2 separate regions of the Mus musculus genome follow, and region 1 is linked to region 2. The links are chromatin contacts, called in public Hi-C maps. All regions are on one chromosome and are shown on one strand. The core of a region is the stretch at or near the end of the contact, and the rest is flanking DNA. Distances in the headings are between cores, read along the strand shown.

What was found. A called contact is a pair of places that touch in the nucleus more often than the background predicts.
Region 1: a contact with region 2 is called in a Hi-C map of cerebellar granule neurons, with 1.7 times the contacts expected there. The contact joins two enhancer-like sites. A contact is called at or near these places in 2 of 484 Hi-C or Micro-C datasets (cerebellar granule neurons and cerebellum).

What each region holds. Positions count from the first base shown.
Region 1 is chr11:41,596,199-41,600,120 of GRCm38.p6, reverse strand. No RefSeq gene overlaps it. Among named protein-coding and RNA genes, the nearest start is that of A230004M16Rik, 110 kb to the left of the region's middle. Within about 2 kb of position 1,535, at least 6 of the 459 cell types and tissues checked have an H3K27ac peak or open chromatin away from gene starts, as enhancers often do. A contact at or near this core is called in cerebellar granule neurons and cerebellum, where this site is marked.
Region 2 is chr11:41,157,128-41,160,759 of GRCm38.p6, reverse strand. No RefSeq gene overlaps it. Among named protein-coding and RNA genes, the nearest start is that of Ccng1, 400 kb to the right of the region's middle. Within about 2 kb of position 1,374, at least 13 of the 459 cell types and tissues checked have an H3K27ac peak or open chromatin away from gene starts, as enhancers often do. A contact at or near this core is called in cerebellar granule neurons and cerebellum, where this site is marked.

The sequences.
Region 1 (3,922 bases), core at 286-2,785, 440 kb before region 2:
ACTTTTCAATTTCTCTTGTTTCATTAATGTATCATTCCTTTTCTTCCTTTTATCTTTCAATCTTTCTCTTTCATCCTTCCCTCATGTTTCATGCAGGAGTTATGGTTTTGTCATGCGGATAATGTTTTGAGTCTAAGTTAACTATTACTGAACCAAAAGATCATTCCAATCAATGCATACTAATATGATAAAGAAACATAACTAAAGCCCTAAATTTTAATTTAAATTCAGTGTTATACTATCAGAGGAATATTTAAGCTTACGTTTAAGCTCCTTAGTAATTCAATATCTCTTTTGGGAAGTTTACCCTGTAATTTTAGTCAGGAAATTCTTTCTTACATCAAACTAAAATTCCCTTTATTATAACTCAGCATTGATTAAAATCTACCCTAATCTCTGTGAATGGAAGCCTCCTATACTAGAAGTATGCTCTGATTATGTACTGTTTTCTCAAGTTTGAGTTTGGAGAGATCAGTGAGAGTGACATTATGAAATATAAAAGAGATAAATATGGTTATAAATTTCATTCTCTTACCCACCCCATGCCCTAGAAGCACCTTCATGAATCACGATATTCCTATATTTATCTAGCATTTTCTTGAATGCTTTTTCATAGTGTTCATAACAACAGGTCAGTGAAAGGTTTGATACATAGGATTATTTATTCTTATTCATTCCATCATAATATTGATTATTACAACATAATACTTGATCCTTACAACAGACTAAGGAGCAAGATGTCATTACTCTCATCTCTGGGATGAGAACACTACCATCTATGGGTGCAGTTGCCTCTTTCTCTGTTGAAACTCTTGTCTAGTATTTCATGGTTCCAGGAATCATGCTGTTAAAACACTGCTGCCTGTAGAGGGGTGGCCTAATTTCTTGGCCATGGAAGTAACAGGAAACCACACATTAAAGGACTTTCCCTTGAGATTTCTTAGGAAGAACCCCAGTAGACCAGATGGATCACTTGGCTCTTTCTCAAGGAGCCAAATGTTCATAATCTTGCTTCATTCTAACTCTGTGAAGTATATTTATAGAATATAGCACTGCTCTAGAAATTTGCCATTACAGGTCATAGTGAAATGGCTTGCGGGACCTGCAGTATGAAAATGAATATTTGGATATCAAACCAATAACCATTCAGACAGAGTTCTAATTATTTGCTCATGGTAAGTAAAGAATTTCCAATCATGCAAAGGGACTTTATTTATGCAGCACTTTCCAGTTGAATAGCACTGCTTTTTCTGAGTGATCCTTTCAGTGGGATGATGTATTATACAAGTTGCTGCTATTTTATTGTTCCATGTAAAGGTGATTGAAAAGTTTCTCCTGTGACATTATTACCTAGCATAGGCCTCAAAGACTGCTTGTTAGCCAATTGGCAAGTCCCTTCATCCCCCATGACGGAGACATCTGAAAGGCAGTTCTTTCAGGAAGTGTCAGGAACGATATTTGGTCTTACTTACAGCCAGTAGGCGTCATAAGTCACACCCCTGACCGTGTTCAGGCGTATGTGACAGTATCTGATAAGACAGAAAGATTCAGTCAGTCCAACACGCTGCTGACTTTGAAGATGACCACAGACAGAGAGAACAGAAGCTAAAGATCACTGCCAGTTACACAATAATTAATTCAAAGCAGTTTTGTCACAGGGACAGAGATTAAATTCACCAATGCCAAGTTTTTTTTTTTTTTTTTTTTTTTTTTTTCAGGAATCAGATCTACTGGTTTGTGAAACTGAGCAAGGCACTAAACATGCCTGTATCTCAATTTCTGCCTCCCTAAAACTGGAGGGGTTTTAATTATTAGGGTTATTACATACACTATTTAACATATATATTATTATGTCATTTACATATTATATTAAATATACTTTATGTTAAATAATTCAAAGGAATCAAAGCACTTTGAATACTCTTTGGAGAAGAATGGAAATTCAAAACACTCTTCTCTTGAAGTACAACTTCAGATTAGGATTTTTATAATCCAATTAGATATATTTGTGACTTAAATTTCAAGCCCAGGGCACTGAACATTCACTAGGGTTCTAAGAGAGTCCATATTCTTATTTATTTTAAAGTATACAGTACTAAAATGAAATTTCAGTCACTCCTTTTTGTTTTAAGGAATTCATTTATTTTTAATATTTGTCTCATAGTTGGTAAGTGCATGTGAGTGCAGGTGCCTGCCCAGGCCAGAGTCCTAGGTTCTCTAGAACTGAAATTATAGAGGGTTGTGGGATGCAAGATCTACATGCTGGGAATCAAACTCAGGTTTTCTATAAGAACAGTAAGAGATTTTAACCTCTGAATCACCTCTCCAGAAAGGCCCCTACATGTCTATATTTTTCTTTAATATTTAGTAGACATAGATAGGGTCTTGAATATTATAATTGAGCATAGTCATAATTTTATATTCTATACCAATTACTTTGTAAATCCTAAGCATGGCATATACTCAACTCCTGAGAAACAATCTGAAACCTTTTATTAATAAATCTATGAATCCTATAAATTTATGTGAAACGGGTACAGAATGAAAGGGTACCACAAAAGGAAGTGTAAGGAGGTGGCAGTTTTTACATTTTACTTTGTTTGATTTATGTGTATGCCCATGTGCACATGAGAACCAGTGGAGGCAAAAAGAGGGAGTTGAAGTTACAGATAGTTGTGGACCACAGGATAGGAATGTTCAGATCCAAATTCCTGTCCCTTGTAAGATTAGCAATGGTTCTCAAGTGCTGTGCCATCTCTCTAGCTTGCTGCACATGGGCCTTCAATAAGCAAAGTGATAGTAAGATAAATGTTTACATGTATACCATCCAAAAGATCTTGGAAAGACAAGAGGAAGGACATGGAATGGCAATATTGTAGATGCTCACCATTTTAACTGATGGGAAGTCAATAAGGATCAAAGCTGTAGACTGATGGGAATGCATGGCACTGATAGAAACAAACAATAAAATTACAAACAGAGGAAGGTTGTCATTCTGGTATCTAAACATTGAGAATCTTATTTTTGCAGAATTAGTGTCCATCACCTCCCAGAATATAGTGTCCTCCCTAGCCTATGACTCTGTTACCCACAGGATAATGAGGGTTTTACTGATGGCATTAAAGGAAGGATTTGAAGTGCTGGGTTATGGCTGAATGACCAGGTGGGTCCAATTTGTTAGGAAAGCAGCATGTCAAATTCAAAACAGGAAGTGGTGATGGGGCGGAGATTGGGAAGAGGAGAGGCTGTGATGTAAAGATTTGTGCAACCTCCCAAATCTAGAAACCCAAGCACTCCATCAGAGCTTGTTTGAGGAGAGTAGGCCTATTAAACTCCTTGTCTGTAGGTTTTTACAGCTTGAGAATTGTAATATGATAAATGCATATTGTTACCACAACCATAGGTTGCTGTTTATTTTTTTAATATTTTTACTGACAGTATGTTTTCATATGTACTTTGTATTTTATTTTGCTGCACATATTTTCACCACACATTGTTTATGAGGCTAGTGTGAGGTCTCAGATAAAAATGAATTTATCTTTACTCTTATTGCTGTACAACTACATGGTCTCCTGAGCCTTCAAATTATTCTGTAGCTTGGGGTGGCCTTAAATTACGAATCTCCTACTTCAGTCTTCTTGGTAGCTGAGATGACAAGCCTGTCTCGTTAGGCCTAATTCTAACGCTGATGTCCTCTAAAATATTTGCTTACACAGGGCCTATAGGCACTAGCAATCTCAGTCAAATAAGATTTTTTTTTATATTAGGTATTTTCTTCATTTACATTTCCAATGCTATCCCAAAAGTCCCCCCATGCCCTCCCCCCACTTCCCTCCCCCCACTCTCACTTCTTGGCCCTCAAATATGACTTTTAAAATTTATCTTTTACTTTTGAGGTTATAACTGTATAATTCCTGCTTCC
Region 2 (3,632 bases), core at 125-2,624:
TGCCTTCAAGAATATGTTTTCATGGCAGATGAAGGGGATTAGGAGGCTAAGAGGTACTCTGCTACAGTTTACAGCAGGCTGTCTTCTCATGACAGAGAAGTGAGACAATGCAAGGAATAAAAAGGATGTGGCCAGTTGACAATAGCCTTCATGTGGCACAGAAGGCAGAGGCTCTGGGAATGCAAAATCACCCTGTAGGGCAGTCCCAGAAAATGGCATTTAAAATAAACTATCTGAAATTGGTTTAGAAATCAAAATAGGGCAGACTCAAGGCTGACATATTATAAGGAAAAGACTTCTCATTGTCCAGGCATCATTGCCATCTGTGGTTTAGAAATGACAGCTGAGTCAATTTTTACATACCCCTTAGTTAATAAATCCCATACATGAATGAACATTCATGCTATCAGCTACTATCTCAAATCATTAGTTCCCCTCATATTTCATAGGATTTTAAAAGGTAAAATATGTATCTCTTCATATTATGAATTATAGATGCTGTATGAAAAAAATAAGATTGCAGGAGCCAAAAAGTCCAGCATGCTTATGTCTACATAGTGTTACTGAGACTTGATAGGGTATTCCGTGCACCATGAAATCTCAACAATAATGTTTCCTGAAGAAGACTGGCATAATGACACTACCAGATGGCATGCCAATGTGGACAAGGGAAATTCCTCATAGTCTCATCCCTATGTGAAGAGCTACAAAGCATTAATGGAGAATCAGGTTCCTTTCAGGATAAGCTCCTACATTGTTTATCCAAATCCCAGTGGTCAAGCAGATAGATAGATAGATAGATAGATAGATAGATAGATAGATAGATAGATAGATGATAGATAGATAGATAGATAGATGCATTTGACTCTGTATACATGTATTCATATTTGTATAATAACAATTAAAGAAGAGCTCATGAAATTGGGAAGGAAAGGACAAAAACAGGAGGGGTTAGAGAGCGAAGAAGGGGAGGAACTGCTCAGGTATGAAATTCTCAAAGCAAATTGTGTGTGTGTGTGTGTGTGTGTGTGTGTGTGTGTGTGTGTGTGTATGTGTATGTGTATATGTGAATGCCTATATATGTATATATGTGTGTATGTATATAATGTGCATGTGCATGTGTATGTGTACATATATGTGTATATTTGTATATGTATGTATACATATAAATACACACATGTACATGAATATATGTATATCAGAAATAAGCCACATTAGCTATTTGATAGACAGAATTTAATTTAGAAGTAGAGCCAGTAAAAATACAAAATACTGCCAGACTTCAGAAAATGGGATCAGTTCAGTAATGTTGGCAACAGATGGCAAATTCAGGGCAATGGAAGCTAATGCCAAAATAATTACTTCTCAAGCCAGGAGCCAAGTGAGGGGACGTGTTCTGAGAAACAAGCACCCTGGTCACCACAAGGGAAAGGGAGAGATACACACACAAATAAGATGAGAAAAATAATCAGATCCAGAGTAGCAAGGGAAGGTCACAGAGAACAAAAACATTATATTGAACAGAATGGCAAAAGAGAAAAGGTATTTCAGATGGGGCTACTAGGAATACATTTCTACAAAAGGGATACAATAAACACAACATTGGCAATGTTTAAAGCAGCATGTCCCAGGCCATATTCCCACTGCTTTCACGAGTATGTTCTGATTTGAGCCATGCTAACACTGTGACCTTCATTTGGTTATTAATTGCCATTCACAGAAAGGACACTGAAAGATATCCATCCGCTTTCAGAGGCATACCACATGTAAGCATGAGGCCCAAGGAATACTGGGGATCATTCTCAGTCTGAAGCTCCAAGCCCTGGACAATACACATGGCAACAGGACAAATGTTGCTTCTAGCCATCTGAAGAGCAGATTCACTTTCTGCCTGAAGGCTGCCCAACTATATGAACATGCTCTAGGGTAAGGTACTACTCAAAGAATCGTCAATCCACACATTTAAGAGCACTTAATATAATCACTGGACTAAGACCTGGAAAGAAAACAATTTAATTGTAGGATATAAAAAGTTCACAATGCACTATGGAATAGGATATATAAACGCAGGATCATAATGCATCATGGACAAGTGACACAATCATTAATATGTCCTATGTGACACATTGAAGATCTACAACGGGACTCTACTGAAATTTCATCTCAAGCATAGATCATAAGTTAAAGAATGTGAAAAGACAGAGGAAACTACAAGAACTGAAGTATAATTAAAGAATTAATATGTATTTATATAGGTAGTAAAACATTCAAATGTGGCACAGGCTATGACATAGTAATCTGCCTGTATTTTAAAAGTATGAATTACTACTGAGAAGTTTGTTTAGCTAGCAGGATGAAGGACTCATCTATGACTTTTGTAATGAGTGAAGGCTTTAAAATAAAGTGTAAAGTGTAAGTAATATTTTATGCAACTACTAACCATTGAATTTTAGATGAACTATTCTTAAGTACCTATATACAGTACAATGCAATTTAACAGTGAATCAAGTGATGTTTGGGGTGCTGAATTCCTCTCGACTAGAGTATCAGATAAGCAAGGGGTAATAGAGTTTGAAGCATCAGCATGAACATCCATTTGACTTGTAATACATTTATGTATAAATGTATGGAAAAGATTATAGAGAGAGGAATACACATGCATACATATATATACATAAATATATATCCTTGTTCACCAGCTATAGACATTTCAAAGAAAAAAAAAACACACTTAGTGATGATGGACTGTTGAGGTTTTGTCTTTTATTGTCTACTATGATGCTAAGTGGGGGACCCCAAGACCTGAAGTCTGCACATAGCCTCTAAGACCCTGCCTCCAAGTTAATTCCGACTGATGAATAAAGATGCTGGCAGCTGATTGCTGGGCAGAAGAGAAATGCATAGGGTTGAGTTTTTGAGGGCTTGGGTCAAAGGAGAGATAAAGGAAAGAAGACAAAGACGCCACCATGGAAGAAGAAATACCAGGAGGGAGAGAGCGAGCCTCTATTGGGTAGGAGCAAAGAAAATATGGCCATGTGGATTGGCCAATTGGAGCTAAGAGCAGCCCAGATGAAACATAAAAATAGGGAGTGATCCGCAAAGAGTCAGGTGGGCAAGAGAGAAGGCACAGCCATGAGTCGGCAGTTGGCAGCTGGTAGAACCAGCCACAGGGATGGATGGTCTGTGGAATGCATAGCTCCAGGCATTCTTCCAGGCATTCTTAGGAGGGATGGTTACTGAGCGGCATGGCAGAGGCTGCCAGAAGAGTGGACCGAAGTCTAGGGAAGGGCCAGCTGACAGCATGGCGGCGTCTGTTCTCGAAAAAGATTTAACTAACAGGCAGGCAGTTAAATAGCATGGATCTGAATGAGACCAGCGTGTTCGTTGGCGGCTTGGTGGAATTAGCCTCGAGAGCTCTGTTAGAGCCTAGCATGGCCATCCTCTGAAAGGCCCAACAAGGAGCCGACTGAGACAGACACAGATACTTACCCCCTACCAACGGACTGAAGTCTGGGATCCCTGTGGTTGAATTAGGGAAAGGCTGGAAGAAGCTGAAGAGGAGGGTGAGCCCAGGAGGGAGACCAGTAGTCTCAACTAACCTGGACCCCTGAGATCTACAGCATAAGACTGCC